3 separate regions of the Mus musculus genome follow, and regions 2 and 3 are each linked to region 1. A link is a contact called in public HiChIP or PLAC-seq data. All regions are on one chromosome and are shown on one strand. The core of a region is the stretch at or near the end of the contact, and the rest is flanking DNA. Distances in the headings are between cores, read along the strand shown.

Region 1 (2,569 bases), core at 19-2,518:
TCATTCAGATCAATAGTGATGGCTGTGGGCCGGGCAGGGGTGGTGCGGGCTGGGCAGGGACGGTGCACAGCTTTAACCCAGCACTGGGAGGCAGAGGCAGGTGGATCTGAGTCTGGGGCCAGCCTGGTCTACATTGTGAGTTTCAGGATAGCCAGGGCAACACAGAGAAAACCTGTCTTGAAAAGCACAAAAAAAAGGTGATATTAATATTATTTTGAGAGACTTTTATGTAAGGAAACTTAAGAATTTTTTTAGGGTTGGGAATGTAATTCTCACTGGCAGAGCACTTCCTTAGTGTATGGGAGGCCCTAGGTGTGATCCTCAAAATGAAAAGGGGGAGGGAGAAAATGGCCATATATATGGTCATCCATATATATGTATTTAATATACATATACTACACATATATTTAATATGCACACATATATTAAATATACATATATATGAGTGACATCCCAGAACAGCAAAATGAAGTGGGAGAGCTTTGTTCTTCCAGATATTAAAGTGAAACTTGGTCATTTGTGATCCCAGCTCTTGGGATGAGGCAGGAGGATGGAAAATTCCAGGCCAGCCTGAGACACCTTACCTCAGTAAACAAAGAGACCCAAAGCTACCCAAAAATTCATTCCAGGTGAATAAAAGGCATTTGCAAAAAGTAGTATTTGATTTTTTTTTTTAACAAAAAGATAGGTGCCTTTCTTTCTGGGCTGGGGTTAAAAAAAAAATAGATTTCAAAACAAAACCAGAAGCTCACAGCATGGGTGCACCCCAGGAGTTCGCAGCATGGGTGCATCCCAGGAGTTCACAGCATGGGTGCACCGCAGGAGTTCACAGCATGGGTACACCCCAGGAGTTCACAGCATGGGTGCACCCCAGGAGTTCACAGCATGGGTGCACCCCAGGAGTTCACAGCATGGGTGCACCCCAGGAGTTCACAGCACACACCCCAGGAAGTGCCCTGCGCTCACCCAGAGGCAGAGCAGACAGACTGAGCTGAGCTGAGTCTATGCCGGTGCCTCTTGGGTCCAGCTCTGCCTGCTTCCAGAGAGGTCAGAGACAACTTGTGGCACTCTGCCCTGTGGGTCCCCTAGTTGCAGTAACAAAGTGGCACACACTGGGAAGCTCAAAACAACAAAATGTGTGGTATCTCCTCTTTCCTCTCCGTGGTTTGGAGACCCACTTTCCCTCTAACAGTCCAGGCTGTGCTCAGACACTGCAGCCTGCCGGGTGCTGGAATCCAGCCCTGAGCTGATTGCACCAGGCTTCCCACTCCTTACCAGAGCACAAGTTGCTGGGCCTGGGGAGGGGAGGAGTGGGATCGGATTGGGTGGGATGGGGTGAGGGTGAGGGGCGGGAATGACTCAGTGGCAAAAGTATTTCTCTTGATTGCAAGGATCTGACTTAGTAAAGCTCTTGCCTTAAACCGTAAGGACCTGAATCCCAGAACCTGCATAGAAGTGCCAAGGGCACAGCGGGCTGGGCTCATAATGCCAGAGCAGGGGAAGGCAGAGACAGGCAGAGAAATGCCTAGACGCCATTCGCCTACTAGGCTAGCCTACTTAACAAGCTCCAGGCCAGGAGGAATCCTTGTCTTAAAAAAAACCAAGTTAAACAAAGTGACAGAAAAGGAACAACTGAGCTGGGTGTGAGGCCAGCCTGGTCTACAAAGTGAGTTCCAGGACAGCCAGGGCTACACAGAGAAACCCTGTCTCGAAAAAAACCAAAAAACCAAAAACAAAACAAAACAAAAGGAACAACTGACTCTGGCCTCTACGTGTACATACGTGTGTGTGCACACAAAACAGCACTAGTTATGCTGAGCTAGGGCCAGCCTTGGTTAGCTTAACTTGCTTACCTCTGTAAAGACCTTGTTTCCGGGAAAGATCGCATGCATGGGTACCAGTGCTTGGGGGAGATCCACTTTAACCTGTACCTCTAGCCTATTTTACCTTAGCAACCCTGAGTTGCTGGGCACAAGTAGCCCTGAGTTCAGTGACTCTACCTACCAGTCTCCAAGTGGGCATTCATGGGCCAGCATGTCCATGTATATCAAGGCTTTTGAGCTAAGGATGGGAAATTGGTCATGATGGCAAAACCCTGAGCAGATGAATCCCAGAGACCTCAGGGGCTTAGAAGGAAGGCCAAGGGGATGGTATTTGGGGAGGTGGCTGGTGTGTGGCAGGCTCTCAGTGAAAAGAGACCTCTCACTCCCCAGGGTTTCAGGACCTTCTGGGGGAGAGAGGAAACCCAGCGGGGTCTTCCTGTGGCTGGGAAGCCCCCACCCCCACCATGAGGCAGACCGGTGTTGTCTTTTTCCTAATTCTCTCATGCATGGTCCCTTCAGTCCCCCATGTATTGTCCTGTCAGCGTCATGATGTCTGAGGAGAATGTGACCCTGAGGGAAAGAGCAGCCTGACCCCAAGAACAAACCAGTGGCCTCTGGGAAAGCAGCCTGAGTTTCCAGACTCATGTCAGGAAGCAAAGTCTTGACCCCGCGAAAGGAACTGAAGGATGAAACCTGGGCCTCTCAGTAGGCGGTCTGCCGGGCCCCAGTCTCTCTTCCCCTTCTCC
Region 2 (2,569 bases), core at 28-2,527, 250 kb before region 1:
TAACGTGAGAAAAGAATCTTGGCATCTTTGGGTGTGAGATGCTCTGGGGAGACCACCATAGTAGGGAAACACAGGGTAAAGGTGCAGAGATGCCAAAGTCCAAGAAATTGCGGTTTGGGGTGTGGAGCAGAGGCTCAGAAGAGGCCGAGAGAAGACATGGCCAAGGCAGTCAGGGGTGGGGGTGGTGAGCCTCAAACACTCTCCTGGGGAGCAGGGGTGGGAGGAGGGTCAACCCTAGAGGTGCATAGAGGCATCTGAGCAAGGTAGGGGTATGGTCTGGGTTGTGGAGGGTCTCCTATGATATTTGATACAGCCAGAGGACATCAGCAGATGGCAAGGGACATTTCTGCTGTGACAGATGATTGTGTGCTCGGCAAGGTTTCTGGCAAAAAGAACACAGTCAAGGGGATGTGGAATGCAGCAATGGTGGCTTTGACTACACACACATGCTTGTTATTTGTTAACCAGGCTCTGCTGGAGTCAAAGGTGTGGGCAGATGGGGGCACAGTTAAGGATGCTGTGCTGGCAAGCTCGTAGGCCACTGGGGAGAAGGAAGAAAGGAAACAGCATCATTTGCCTTTGAATAGGTCCTGGGAGCCATGCCAAACCGACATCCCATGGGTGGTCCCCTTCATTAACAGTGCTGCAGTCAAATTCCAAAGTATTATCTTCACTTCCAGGGGCCAAAGTTATACTGGCCACTTATCTTCTATGCCAGGTGTCTTCATGGAAGGCATCCAAATCTTTCTCTTATTTGCTTTCCTTATTACATATGTAATTGTCAGTAATGACATGATTGGGTAATATCTCACAAATACTGGGAACTGTTTCAGGTGCTGTAGCCATATTTTATGTACAATATCTTAGTATCTACAATAAATCTATCACCTAAATACCTTATTATCTTCATTATAATGAGGAACCAAGGCACACAAAGGGGAAATAATTAAAAATACTATAATTATGTGTATACGTGTGTGGAATGGTATAATGCACATGCCAGAACAAGTGCCCTTGAAGACCAGAAGAGCCATCAAATCCCACAGAGATTAAGTTCCAGGTGACTGTGAGCCATCTGATGTGGGTGTGGGAAACTGTGTTGGCTAGTTTTATTTTGTCAGCTTGTCACAAGCTGGATTTATCTAAGAGAGGAAACCTCAACTGAGAAAATACCCCCATCAGATTGGCATGGGGCCAGCCCTTGGGGCATTTTCTTGATTGCTAAGATTTGGAAGGGCCCAGCCCACTTGAGCAATGCCATCCCTGGTCAGTTATTAAAAGTGGGGGAGGTGTATGAAAAAGCAAACTGAGCAAGTCAGAGAGAGCAAGCCAGTGAGTAGTGTTCCTCCATGGTCTCTGCTTCAGTTCCTACCCTCCAGGTTCTCGGCCTGGCTACCCTTCCTGAATGACTGTAGCTGTGAGGAGAATTAAACCCTTTCCTCTCCAACATGATTGTGGTTATGGTGTTTATTATAGCAGTAGAAAGCAACCTAACTTGAATTCAGTTTTAGCATTATGACTACCTCCTGGATAGACACTGAGCCACAGGTATGTATGTTAAGCACAAGAGCTGGCCAAGGGAAAAGTAACTTCTTAGGAGACACGATGGAGCTCTGGTCAGAGCATAGGTGTTATGACTTTGACTGTGAGCTCTGTTCTTACCCCTTGGAGGGATGGGAGACTAGGGTTATGGACCTACCTCTTGGCTTCACGAATGACTGACAGTGAGATCTCTGGACAAGTCTCTTCAGCTAGGCCAACATGATGTGCTTGGACCCAAGTGTTCCTGTGAAGGCTGAGTCCCTGCCCCTGCTTTCATTTCTCTAAGGACTTCCTTTTGCCTCCTAAACTGTGCCAAGGCCCTGTATGATGCCACCTCCCTCCACAATGCCTTCTGCTACTCCTTCCAAAGTCAATCTTCCTGAGCCATGCACTGGTCTCCTCTTTGCCCTTCAAAGAATCAGTCATGAGCTGGGAAGTTGGCCCAGAGGATAAAGATCCTGGCTAAAGAAGTCCGACTAGAGACCTAATAGGGTCACTGTATCTGACAACCTGAGTTCCATACCAGAGGTCTGCACGCTAAATCTCTAAACTGACTTCTACGGGTTATCCTCTGATTTCCACATGTACTCTGTGGTATCTGCATGCATACATATGTACACACACACACACACACACACTAATAAAAAACCAAGTTCCGAGACAGGAAGGAAATGGTCATAGATTTTTCCCAAATTAATTATTTTAAAATTTTTAATATTCATTTTTATTTTTTTTTTGAGATAGAATCCCATATAGCCCATGCTGCCTTCTTGCTATGTAGCTGGTAATGGTCTTGAACCTCCGATCCTTTGCCTCCATCTCCCTTTGCATGCACCACCACTCCCAGGTTATGCCACGCTGGGGATTGAACCCAGGGCTTCATTAGTGCTAACTAAGCAGGCACTCCGCCAACTGAGCTACAGTCTAGCCCCTTATTATTTTTATCTGGATTTTCTTTTTAATTAATGTTTTAGTGAGCACATAAAATAGTGTACCTTTAGGACATTTTCATACATAATATATTAAT
Region 3 (2,569 bases), core at 28-2,527, 190 kb before region 1:
TATATGTCCCTCTACATGAGTGCCCACTTCCAGCCCCACACAGTGACCTCTCCTGCTGAGTGGCATTTGGATGCTATGGTGCCTTCCACTCTCTCTGCCTCACTCTGTTTCCAATGTGCACAATGCCCTCTCCCTTGAGCCCTGGGGCTCGAAATCTCGTGTCTCCAGTTAAAGACCCAGGAACTGGGAGCACAAGCAAGTTCTGTTCTTAAAAGTGGGGGCTGGGGGGCATGAAGAAAAGAGGTAGCTTGGGGCGGGGGAAGGAACACTAGTGGAGAAGAAGAGAGGAGGGGGTCAGAGGGCAGGAGAAGGGCACTGTTGCATCTGTATGTGTGCCCAAGCATCCTGTAGTCCACAGTCAGGATCCTGCTGGGTAGAGAGAGAATTTCATCAGAATCAGCATGCCAGGATCAATTTGACAAGAGGGATGCTTCAGTCCACTGCAGGCAGGGAGCTGCCAGGGTTGGTTAGTGAGCTGCTAGTGGCCAAGGTGGGTGCTTCCCGACACTGACTAAATCCTCCTTTAGAGCTCCAGGAGAGGAACTGCTGCTCAGGAAAGGAGGAAGGGTCCTTGTCTACACCTGCCTCCATGATCACTATTGCTGCTTGTTGGGAGAATGTCAGGAGTGCTTTCCAGAGTCCATGCCAAGGCAACAGCCGAGGCCATTTGGTGACCCTGGGAGATGGCACTCGTGCCTCTGTTTTACAAATGGAAGTTTGGGGAAGGAAGATATTATTCAGCAGGAAGCAGAAGTGACCCATGAAGTTAATTTTATGCTACCGTCACCTACGGATGGGGGCCCTGAGAGATAAGGTACAAGTGGCGACTTAGCTGGAGCTCCCAGCAGACATGACATAGTTCTGATCTTAGTCCTCACTGGCCCACAAGGAGAACCCTGTTGTTATCATTCCCTTCTTTCGGAAGCGGGAAGCTGACACTTGAATCCAGCCTTCCACACCAGAGTCTCTGCCTTTAACTGCTTCTCTTAAAAGCGGGGTTCCAGAGAGAGACCTAACTATGTTCCGTGTGCCTTCTCACTGATGAATGGGGTACATCAGGCCCTTCAGCCAACAGCACAGGCAGCTGGTCTAACCCCGGAGGGACAGCCACCAGCCTGGTTCAGTGCACTTCCAGGTTGGGGCACCCCAGACATGGTAGGTGACCTGTGCTGGTATTTTTTGTTTATCTCCTGGGACACAAGCCAAGTGTGAGTCTGTTGAAACAGTAGTCGCTTGAAGCTTGCTTGAGGCAATCAGCTAATGTGGAGAGGAGAGAGGAGAGGGTGAAAGGGCAGGGCAGGGACACTGTGACTTGTGTGTCATAGTCAGAATCCTGCCGGATAGTGAAAGAATTTCATCAGAATCAGCATCCTGGGAGCAATTTCACAAGAGGAATATTTCCCCTCTGGCAGTGGACATTCTGCCCTGGCCAGAGCACCTGGTCTGATGTAGCCAAAAACCTGGGGTCTGGGGTGGGGATGGGGTGGAGATCCTTCCTTGGTCAGGGCTAGCTGCCTACATAATCTAAAGAACAGCTCACTCCATGGGCCTGGGTCTCTCTGAATGTCCAGGGTAGGGGGGTCTGGTTCTCAGGTTCTTTTTAGCCCTGCATCCTCACTCTAATGCTCCTTAGATGGCGCTTACTTTTCAAAGACAGGAAACTCCTGTTGTCACGCTCCTTAGAGGACAGAAGTTCCCAGCAGCATTTGAATTTCCCCTGAAGTCTGGTTTTTGACAATGGTCTTCACTACTCAAGGACTGTCTAGGGATTAAGGAGAGAAAAGGACTGCTGTTCAAACATGGGCATGCAAGCTGCAAAATATCCACAGACATCTACGCTGTCTGGAAAGTGGACCCTTCTCTTACCATGGGCCCGGATTCTGTCTGAGCATCCCAGCAATTTAATAGTTCATGCCTGATGGGCATCTATCTGCCCTAGCCTGGAGTGCTAGCAAATATTTAGCCATGGTACCACACCACCATGCTGCTGCTGAAATGAATTACTACCACACGAGGAGATGCAGGGTGGTAGAGGGGAAAGGTCAGATTCACATCCTGTTGTAGCGCTGACTTCCGTTCGTTCGGCGTGCTTTGGTGTCCTGCAAGGACCACATTGGTGCAGTGTTTAAATGAAGTCAGGGTAAAGCTCTTATATGGGATTGACATACACATGCAGACCAGCAGGCAGTGTTTGGGTTCCAGGGAAAGAAAGTGGACAAAAGAGTGATCTAAATGACCCATGTTCAAAGGCTGGTTCTGTCACTCATTACTATAGTTAGAATTGTGCTCTCCACCCCCATTCTCTCTTAAAATCCTAGAATACCTTAGAATATGAATATCTGAGGAGAGGTCCAAGTGACAATGAAGTCAGAAGGCTAGACCCTGATCACATATGACTGGTATCTTCGTAGGAAAAGGAGATTTGCATGTGGACCCACATGTTGGAAGCCACGTAACTGTAAAGATGGCCACCCACTAGCCATAGAGTAAGAACTCAAAAGCCAAGCCCATTAACTGTGGTGACACATGCACTTAATCCCAGCACTTGGGAGGCAGAGGCAAGTGGATC

Evidence for each region. HiChIP or PLAC-seq counts read pairs in DNA pulled down with a chosen protein or histone mark.
Region 2: a contact with region 1 is called in a FOXA1 HiChIP or PLAC-seq map of pancreatic cancer cells. The contact joins two enhancer-like sites. A contact is called at or near these places in 1 of 39 promoter capture datasets (the 3T3-L1 cell line), 1 of 115 datasets of contacts at active chromatin or transcription factors (pancreatic cancer cells) and 1 of 9 other capture datasets (pancreatic islet).
Region 3: a contact with region 1 is called in a FOXA1 HiChIP or PLAC-seq map of pancreatic cancer cells. The contact joins two enhancer-like sites. A contact is called at or near these places in 1 of 484 Hi-C or Micro-C datasets (the G1E-ER4 cell line), 1 of 115 datasets of contacts at active chromatin or transcription factors (pancreatic cancer cells) and 1 of 9 other capture datasets (embryonic stem cells).

The regions. Positions count from the first base shown.
Region 1 is chr7:98,570,048-98,572,616 of GRCm38.p6, forward strand. No RefSeq gene overlaps it. Among named protein-coding and RNA genes, the nearest start is that of Gm23040, 64 kb to the left of the region's middle. Within about 2 kb of position 1,269, at least 49 of the 459 cell types and tissues checked have an H3K27ac peak or open chromatin away from gene starts, as enhancers often do. A contact at or near this core is called in pancreatic cancer cells, where this site is marked.
Region 2 is chr7:98,323,229-98,325,797 of GRCm38.p6, forward strand. No RefSeq gene overlaps it. Among named protein-coding and RNA genes, the nearest start is that of Acer3, 15 kb to the left of the region's middle. Within about 2 kb of position 1,278, at least 9 of the 459 cell types and tissues checked have an H3K27ac peak or open chromatin away from gene starts, as enhancers often do. A contact at or near this core is called in pancreatic cancer cells, where this site is marked.
Region 3 is chr7:98,382,319-98,384,887 of GRCm38.p6, forward strand. All of the region lies in intron 6 of Gm44507 (a long non-coding RNA gene), which reads right to left. Among named protein-coding and RNA genes, the nearest start is that of Tsku, 22 kb to the left of the region's middle. Within about 2 kb of position 1,278, at least 35 of the 459 cell types and tissues checked have an H3K27ac peak or open chromatin away from gene starts, as enhancers often do. A contact at or near this core is called in pancreatic cancer cells, where this site is marked.